Regions from separate parts of the Sus scrofa genome. Here regions 2 and 3 are each linked to region 1. The links are chromatin contacts, called in public Hi-C maps. All regions are on one chromosome and are shown on one strand. The core of a region is the stretch at or near the end of the contact, and the rest is flanking DNA. Distances in the headings are between cores, read along the strand shown.

The links. Hi-C and Micro-C count contacts between places; a contact is called where the count stands out from the background.
Region 2: a Hi-C map of embryonic fibroblasts shows a contact between it and region 1, with 2.1 times the contacts expected there. The contact joins the enhancer-like site here to the promoter of DMAP1 in region 1. A contact is called at or near these places in 2 of 5 promoter capture datasets (fetal skeletal muscle and liver) and 9 of 47 Hi-C or Micro-C datasets (embryonic fibroblasts, fetal skeletal muscle, heart right ventricle and 5 more).
Region 3: a contact with region 1 is called in a Hi-C map of retroperitoneal adipose tissue, with 2.2 times the contacts expected there. The contact joins the enhancer-like site here to the promoter of DMAP1 in region 1. A contact is called at or near these places in 6 of 47 Hi-C or Micro-C datasets (epiblast stem cells, fetal skeletal muscle, heart right ventricle and 3 more).

The regions. Positions count from the first base shown.
Region 1 is chr6:167,090,251-167,092,950 of Sscrofa11.1, reverse strand. It overlaps DMAP1 (DNA methyltransferase 1 associated protein 1), which reads left to right and starts at 1,297. Exons shown (of 10, transcript NM_001243640.1): 1 at 1,297-1,709; 2 at 2,274-2,365; 3 at 2,624-2,700. The coding sequence starts at 1,605.
Region 2 is chr6:166,727,395-166,730,094 of Sscrofa11.1, reverse strand. All of the region lies in intron 2 of RNF220 (E3 ubiquitin-protein ligase RNF220), which reads left to right. Among named protein-coding and RNA genes, the nearest start is that of TMEM53, 84 kb to the right of the region's middle. Within about 2 kb of position 1,429, at least 15 of the 83 cell types and tissues checked have an H3K27ac peak or open chromatin away from gene starts, as enhancers often do. A contact at or near this core is called in embryonic fibroblasts, where this site is marked.
Region 3 is chr6:166,663,293-166,665,992 of Sscrofa11.1, reverse strand. It overlaps TMEM53 (transmembrane protein 53), which reads right to left. Exons shown (of 3, transcript XM_003482099.4): 3 at 1,611-2,700. The coding sequence ends at 2,476. Among named protein-coding and RNA genes, the nearest start is that of TMEM53, 20 kb to the right of the region's middle. Within about 2 kb of position 1,367, at least 11 of the 83 cell types and tissues checked have an H3K27ac peak or open chromatin away from gene starts, as enhancers often do. A contact at or near this core is called in retroperitoneal adipose tissue, where this site is marked.

The DNA.
Region 1 (2,700 bases), core at 48-2,547:
GACCACAGAGAAATTAAGTTAGATATCAATGACCATGAGATAACTAGAAAATCCCCAAACATTTGGAAATTAAGCAATGTAGTTCTAACTAATCCATAGATCAGAGAAGCAAAAACAAGGGAAATTAGAATGATAATGAAAATGTCCAGTGGTTAGCGGAATGCAGTTAAAGCAGTGATTAGGGTGAAGTTTATAGCTCTAAATATTTGTAATAGAAAATAGGAAAGGTCTATATACTCCTTACGCTGTATCCTGGAATGCTGACTTGCATCCCCAGATTTATGGCCTGGTGGATCAGAAAAGTCTTAGTACATGTTGGGAGGTCTCATGGCGTCTCACGGACAGGTGCTCAGGCTCCACCAGGGTCGTTGTAAGCCAGAGACTGCTTTTCAAGTAGCGGCCAGTTGTTTACAGGTGGGATCAGAGCCTGACTTCAGAATTCTGGGCACCTGTGCTGTGAGTCCTCGACTGGATTTCTGATAAATGAGTCAGAACAGCATGCCCAATTGTAGGACATGTAGCCTCCAAACCCAAAGAAGGCCGCGAAACTGTCTGACTCTTTCTTTGAGGTAAGTGGTACACGGTGTGTTATCTTGTTTCCTACCTTAATTTTTATTTATTTAGTTCAGAAAAGCAAAAGACTTGCCTTGCAAAGAGGTCTGTGAGACACTTTAGATTTGGGGAAGACTGACTCACCAACTGAAAAATACAACCTGTATTTAAAAGATTTTTTTTTTTAAGTTGTCTTAGTTTGAGCTGCTGTAACAGTGGGCCCCACGAGCCCCACGAGGCCCTGACCCACAGGCACCTCCATCAGAAGAAGCGCCCGCGAAGGTCAGCCGTCGCTCCATCTTGGCAGCCGCCCTGGGAAACTCTCCCTTGTCTAGTTCTCTCCCTCTCCTAGCAGTGTCTGGAACACACTTAGCACTTAAAGAACAGGGGAAATTAACAACACGAATTCATTTAATGAAAAAAAGCATGTGCTAATGTTTTGCATGGATTACCAGCACTTTATTTATGCAGGTCCCATGACAATTTCCATTTTAAAGTGAAGAAATAAGTTCAGAGAAATTAAGCGACTTCCGAGGTCACAAAGCTGTGAACTGTCTTGTCATTGCCCGAAAAACGTCGGAGCAACGCAGGCAGAAAATGCCAGACAGCAGGCAGCGCAGGAGACCGGCGGGCTCCTGGAAGCCTGGGGCGGCCGCAGTCTGCGCAGTCAGTAGTTTTCACGCTGGGTTGCCAGTCGGCTCTGTTTCCGCTAAGCACCGGCCGGAAGTGTTCCTGTCGGTCGCATTTCTAAAGCGCGCTACCGGAAGTTTCTTTCCGCGGCTTTGCGGGAGTAGGGGAGCTGCCGGGCCGCCGCTGGGCACTCTAGTTGCAGAGGCGCTAGGGCTTAGGTGGCAGCTGGAACCGCAGCGGGACCCAGGCGGCGGGACACTGGCCGGGCGCCCACCCGATCTAGGCCGCTCTTGCCCTCGCGGGCCCCCTCTTCGCCCCGCCCCCACGAGGCCCTGAAGTGGCTCCGCCCCCCGATCTGAGCCGGGTCCCTCCTCTGGCGCTGACCCTTGGCTTCGGAACCGCGCCCCCATCTCTCAGGCGCGATGGCTACGGGCGCAGATGTGAGGGACATTCTAGAACTCGGGGGTCCAGAGGGGGATGCAGCCTCCGGGACCATCAGCAAGAAGGACATTATCAATCCGGACAAGGTAGCAGGGGCGCCTGAGAACGCTGAGCAGCGGGAGTGAAGTGGTGGGGAGGAGTGACAGCCGAAGAGAGCTGGGGGAGATGGTGAGGTGCCACACTTCTAGCGAGATGGGCGGTAAAAGACGTGACATAACGGGATAGAGAATGTGTGTCTCACTGACATGGGATGGAGGAGGTGGGGCCCCCGTGGGAAATGGTGGGGACCAAGAGGGTGTGACACTTGCAAGAGATGAGAGGACTTAGAGAGTGTGGCACTCGTTATATTGGGGGTGCGGGGGGGGGCATTAAGTCGGCGTGACATGCTGAGAGATGCTGGAAAAGTATCTTTTGCTCTCGCTGGTCGCGACTAGCCAGGTGAGGTGGGTTGAGGAGGGAATGACCTGCTCAGACCCAGGCGCCCCTTGAGTGGATTTCTGTGCTTTCCTTGTGTGTCATTTTGTTTCCTTGTGTGTATGTGTGTCATTGTACCTGTAGGTGCTGGTTTGTTCAGGGTTTGAGCTGGGCTAAAGAATTTTCAGGGAAGGGAGACTAGGCTGTGGTTCCTCTCCTGTGGTTTCCCTCCCCAGAAAAAGTCCAAGAAATCCTCGGAGACACTGACCTTCAAGAGGCCAGAGGGCATGCACCGGGAAGTCTATGCACTGCTGTACTCTGACAAGAAGCAAGTATCAGAATCCCAGATCCTGCAGGCTCTGGTCTCTGGCCAACCTGCGTGTCCCCGACTCCTCATTTTCCCAGGCAGTTTTCTCCCCACTCCCCTGCTCAGCCAGGGCCCCCATTGCTTATTAAATGCAGTAGCTGGGATCTCTCACTCCAGGACCTGCCCTCCTTGCTCTAGGGTAGCTCAGCAGCCTGGGTGCAAGGGCTCTGTGCATACCTTGTGACTCTAATCTCTCACCACCTTAAACCGTGCTGCCAGGGATGCTCCCCCACTGCTCCCCAGTGACACTGGTCAAGGCTACCGCACGGTGAAGGCCAAGTTGGGCTCCAAGAAGG
Region 2 (2,700 bases), core at 180-2,679, 360 kb after region 1:
GGCCAGGGATCAACCCACAACCTCATGATTCCTCATCAGATTCGTTTCTGCTGCACCACAACGAGAACTCCTAAAATAAATTTTTTAAGAAAAGAGAGAGAGAAGAGAAAGGACCTGCCTGGGGGCCGCATGCAAGAGCCAGAGGAGCAGACGTGAGGGGGAGGTCCCTGCCGAGGGCCTAGCCAGCTGGCTCCAGAGGGCAGTAGGCACAGTTTGGGAGGAAAGACAGATGCTGAGGCCTGGTAGGATGGAGGGCAGCCAAGCAGGGGCCAGCGGCATTTGAGCTGCAGAGAGGAGTGGGGGTCTTCCTCTTACAGGGTCTTCGCAGCAACAGGGTAACGTGACAATTAGTGATAATCAACACAGCTCACCGCGTAGCTCAGCTTGAGAGGTACCCGTTGGAATCTTCGCCTCCTCCAATCTCTCCCAATGTACCTTGTGTCAAGTATTCTTTCTTGGACTGATAGTTCATTCCTGAACAATGTGGGCTAATTCCCAATTACTTCTGGTTTTTAAAAGTTTATGCCGTTTGGAGTTCCCTTTGTGGCTCAGTGGTTAATGAACCAGACTAGGATCCATGAGGATGCGGGTTCAATCCCTGGGCTCGCTCAGTGGGTTAAGGATCCGGCGTTGCCGGGAGCTGTGGTGTAGGTCACAGATGTGGCTTGGATCTTGTTTGCTGTAGCTGTGGTGTGGGCCGGCGCTACAGCTCCGATTGGACCCCTCGCCTGGGAACCTCCATGTGCTGCAGAGGCAGCCCTAAACAGCAAAAAAAAAAAAAAAAAAAAAGCTTATGCTGTTTGAAATTCCATTCTCATATCTGGCTTAAAGTGTTCCTCTCCCGGTTTTTATCTCCCCCTCTCTCTATTGCCTTGCAGGATGCGGGCGGGGGGGCAGGTCTGCCTCTGGAACACCCCCGCCTCTGAACCAGCCTCTCTTACCCCCCAGCCCTCCAGTGGAATTACTGTTTCCCTGGCCAACAGCTGGGGCGTGGGGTTCTCTGCAGAGCTGGTTCCCTTGTAGGGCTCAAAGCACTTAACCCGCCTAAGCCTTGGTTTGCTTCCTCTTCTATAAAATGAGTGACACTGGCTTCGACCTTACAGGATCCGTGATGCGCATTAGACAAATGCTTGTAAAGCAGCTTATACACAGTCCTTGCGCCACAAATGGAACTCCCATTCCCGGATGTGTGAGTCAGATAACTCCTGGACATGCATGTGTGTTTGTGGCTCTGACAAGACGTGTGTGTGTGTGTGTGTGTGTGTGTGTGTGTGTACCTGCGTGTGCTAGAGAGAGTTATGTGTGGGCTGGGAACGGGGCACCCTTGTGAGTCGGCTATTGTGTGTGTCATTGCCTACAGCTGACCCCAGGGCTGTAAATCCTGCCTCTATGCCCGCTAGAGTGAACACTTTATAGCCCAAGGTCAGGCCCATGAATCATAAGCGAGGCTGGCAGGAAGCAATCCGACTGGGCTGGGTGGGGCCCGGCCAGGGTGAGGAGCTGGGCTGGAGGAGTTCCCGGTGCGAGGACCGCTTGGAGAGGAGCCCTGGGCACGTCCGAGAGTCCCGGATCTCAGGGAGCCCGGCTCTTCTCAGCTGGGTTGGGGCTTCCCTGGAGCCTCCACGGGCAGACGGCCCTTCTCTCCGGTCAGCAGCACTCACACCGGTGCTGGGAGCCGTGGACCAGCCTCTCCAGTGTTCTGGGCACCAGCACGGTGAGCCGGTGAGCCGCACTTCGAGCTGGAGACAAGGCAGGTTCTGAGCCCGCTCCCAGCCTGGTGGATGTGGAGCGCCCAGCCCTTTGAGCCAGATGCTTTTATTTCTTCTTTGCCTTTCCAATCTGTCTTGGAGAAAGTGGCCCCAATAAGGCAGCCCTTTCACTCTGAAACCTTTTTATGACTCCAGCCATAATTAACTCGAGTAATAAAATTTTTCAAATCCAAATAGATATAATTAACATTTAATGCCCCTGGTTGGTGCTGGTGGCTGGGCCCATTAAGAGCGCAGTATTGATTGAGAAGGTGAGCCAGCGGGGCCTGCTGCTGGGCCAGGGGGCAGAGGTGGCTGGAGACCAGGGCTGCCTATGGGCCTGGCCCCAGCCCAGGTGTGAGGAGGGTGGCAGGTGGCCCACCCCCAGCCCTGCCGGGGGACCGGGGTGTGACGAGTTCAAGGGCTGGGTGGAATCACCTCTGCCATCCGTCTCCCAGGGCTCTCCCACCCTCAGACCCCGTGATCTCCGGCCTCCCTTCCCACCACGCACTTCAGGGCCAGCCCTCACACTGCCCTTCTTGGGCCTGAGGCTGCCTCCCCTCCCAGGATGCATTGGGGAGGAAGGACAAGGTCACATCTGCTCCCGAAAAGTCCCCTGGCTCCAGGCATGCCTCCTCCTACTCTCTGTCCTCTCCGACTCCCCCTGCCTGACTGTGTGCTGCAGGTTGAACTCCAAAGCCTTACCTGACCCCCCGACCTGACTTCCCTCTCCCTACTGCTCCCTGAACTTCACTCCCCCCGGGAAGCCAGAGAGTGGTACAGTGGGGGGAGCATTCATCTGAACCCCAGCCCCTCCACGCCCCTGCTGTGTGACCTTGGACAAGTCAGCCAGCATCTCTGAGCCCCAGTGTGCTGATCCGCGAAACTCTACCTCCTAAAGCTGTGGTGGTGTCAGCCTCAACCTCGCGGTTTCCCAAGAGTCGAAGGTGGT
Region 3 (2,700 bases), core at 118-2,617, 430 kb after region 1:
CTACGGGTCTGTAAAGCGGTGTGGGGTCTGCTCAGGGGCCTGGAGCACTGTCGGGGTGGGGGCTGGGACCTGGACTCCTGACTATTGATGGGTAGGGGCTCCAGGTTAATTCCTTATCGATGCAGAATCGTCAGCTCATTAATCACAGAAGAGGTCAGAGCTTGGGGGTACAGAGGGGATGCAAGCTCTAACCCCCAGTCTAGGGCTGGAGCAGCCATGGGCTTGGGTGGAAGCATAAGCCCTAGAAGCCTCTGTCCTTCGCTAGTCCCCTGACACGAACTAGGGACTGAAAACCGAATTGTCATCTCAGTTCCCCAGAGCTGCTTCTATTTGCCATCCTTGCCACCAGCAGCCTGGTATCGCCACTGTCTAGATCAAACGGCAGGAACCCCCTCTACCCAGAAGTCAGGGGAGGTCCCATCATGGCTCAGCGGTTAACGAATCCGACCAGGAACCATGAGGTTGCAGGTTCGATCCCTGGCCTTGCTCAGTGGGTTAAGGATGCGGTGTTGCCGTGAGCTGTGGTGTAGTTCGCAGACGCAGCTCGGATCCCGCGTTGCTGTGGCTGTGGTGTGGGCCGGCGGCTACAGCTCCAATTAGACCCCTAGCCTGGGAGCCTCCATATGCCGCGGGTGCGGCCCTGAAAAGACAGGAAGAAAAGGGAATGGAGGCTGTGCAGTGGAGATGGAGCCTTTTCATGTGGTTCTATCCCCATCCCCACGGCTGCCCAATGCAGGTGAGTAACCAGCATCCCCGTGCCTGGACAGGTGCTCAGCACTGCAGCTGAGTCCTTGCCCACCACAGAAAGCCATTTCGAGAAAACAAGATGCCGCTAAGTTATGAGACAGCAGATTATCTTTGAGACTCCAGGCTCTTTTCCTTCACACAGCCCCTCACACCAGACCCACACCCCATCTCCCCTGGGATGCCCACAGTGAATATCAGAGTCAGGTCCAGTCGATACCGCCTGTCCTCTGCACTCAGATGGCAAACCACCTTGGTTGAAGTTCCATGAAGGAACACCCCAGACTGGCTTGATGGCACCGAATGTTCTGAACACAAGGATCCTGGGGCCCAAGATTCTCGGGAAGGTATGTGGCCTGTTGAGGCAAAGCAGCCCCGGTAGTGGCTGAGGTTTGGGAAGAGAAGTACACAGGGCCCACGTCGCATCAGGCCGGCTCCTTTCGAATCTCTACTCTCCCCTTTCCCTGCCTTGGACTCAGTAGGTCCCTGATGGCTGGTTACTCCACCCTGGGGCCACATGCTCTCTCATAGAAAACTGTTCACCCAGAGTGAGGGCCTGAGACCCGCCCTGCTGTGGGATCCTTGAGCTCTGTCCCATGGCACAAGCAGCACTGCCACCTGTTGGCCATGGCTAGGAGTGCAGCCATACAGCACAGGAACGGGCTGCCGCAGGAGTGGGAGCGTCCCAGAGGGCGGAGGCACTGCAGGGAGAGCTTGGTTCTAGACACAGAAGGTCCATCAGCCCTGAGACTACCAGGGGTCAGTTGCCAACCAGAGCTTTTCCCACCATCTCCTTCACTGCCTGCCAAACTTTCAAAGCCCGTCCCTGCCCCACCCCAAGCCCCTGGATCACCACAGTAAGCCCACTCAATCAACAAATATTTATTGAATGCCTACTATGGCTAGCACTGTGCAGCAGTGATAGAATGACAGGTGATACACAACTCTTCAGGCTGAAGCCGCCTCCTGCCTACAGAGGATCCAAATGGGCCTCCCTCAAGGACACAAAGGTTTGTTTCAGGCCAATGGTTCTGGTTCTGGTCTTTAGGGCTCCTGACCCGGCTGGTCCTAGTTCCCCTGTGGCGCTGCTATCCTCCTGCTCCCAATCCGTCGGCCCACTACACACACATCTCGCAACGTTCCTGGATCCGGCGGCTTCCTGGCAAAGCATGGCAGAGCCGGACAGTCCACCTGCCTCAGCTTCCCGTGTGGCTTCCCCCTTGGACTCCCTGGCAACGAGAAGCCTCTTTGTGTGAACTGCCAAGTGGGATCCATGGGGCCGGCGCTCCACACTGTGGGGCTTTGCCCTTCCCGGGCCTCAGCAGAGATCACGGCCCCCGGCCCAGCCTGACCCTACCCTCTGGCACCTCCCTGCACAGCTCACCTTCCATTCAAGGAATCGATGCTGGGGCTGAGCCCCAGCCCCAGCCCCTGGCTTTGGTACCTCTTTACAGCCCGAATGCCACAGCAATCAGCATCCTGGCTGTTGCACTTACCCAAACACAAGCATTGCGTGGCTCCCGCAGAGACCTGCCCAGGCGCTCCTGCCCCTGGGATCCTGGGATAAGCAGGCACAGAGGCCCAGCGGAGCTGTCTACTGGACCACAGAGGGGTCCCAGAGGGCCGCCGGGAGTTGAACCGGAAGCGGCCCCGCCCTCGGAGGCGGGCCGTGGGGGGGGGACGTCGGGCCTTCATTTCCGGAGCGGGGGTGAGGCGGGTGGGGCAGCGACCTCAGCCGTGGACACAGCTGCGCATGAAGTTGACGCACAGGCTGGTGTAGTAGGTGGGGTAGTCGCGGAGGTGGCTGACGTGTGCGGACGACACGAAGTCCACGGAGCGCACCAGGACCCGGTGTGCCAGGCGTGCCTCCACCATGCGCTCCACATCCCTGGCCAGGACCACCTCATCGGCCCTTGAGTAGAGGTAGAGCTCGGGCCAGCGAGAGGCTGCGTTGAG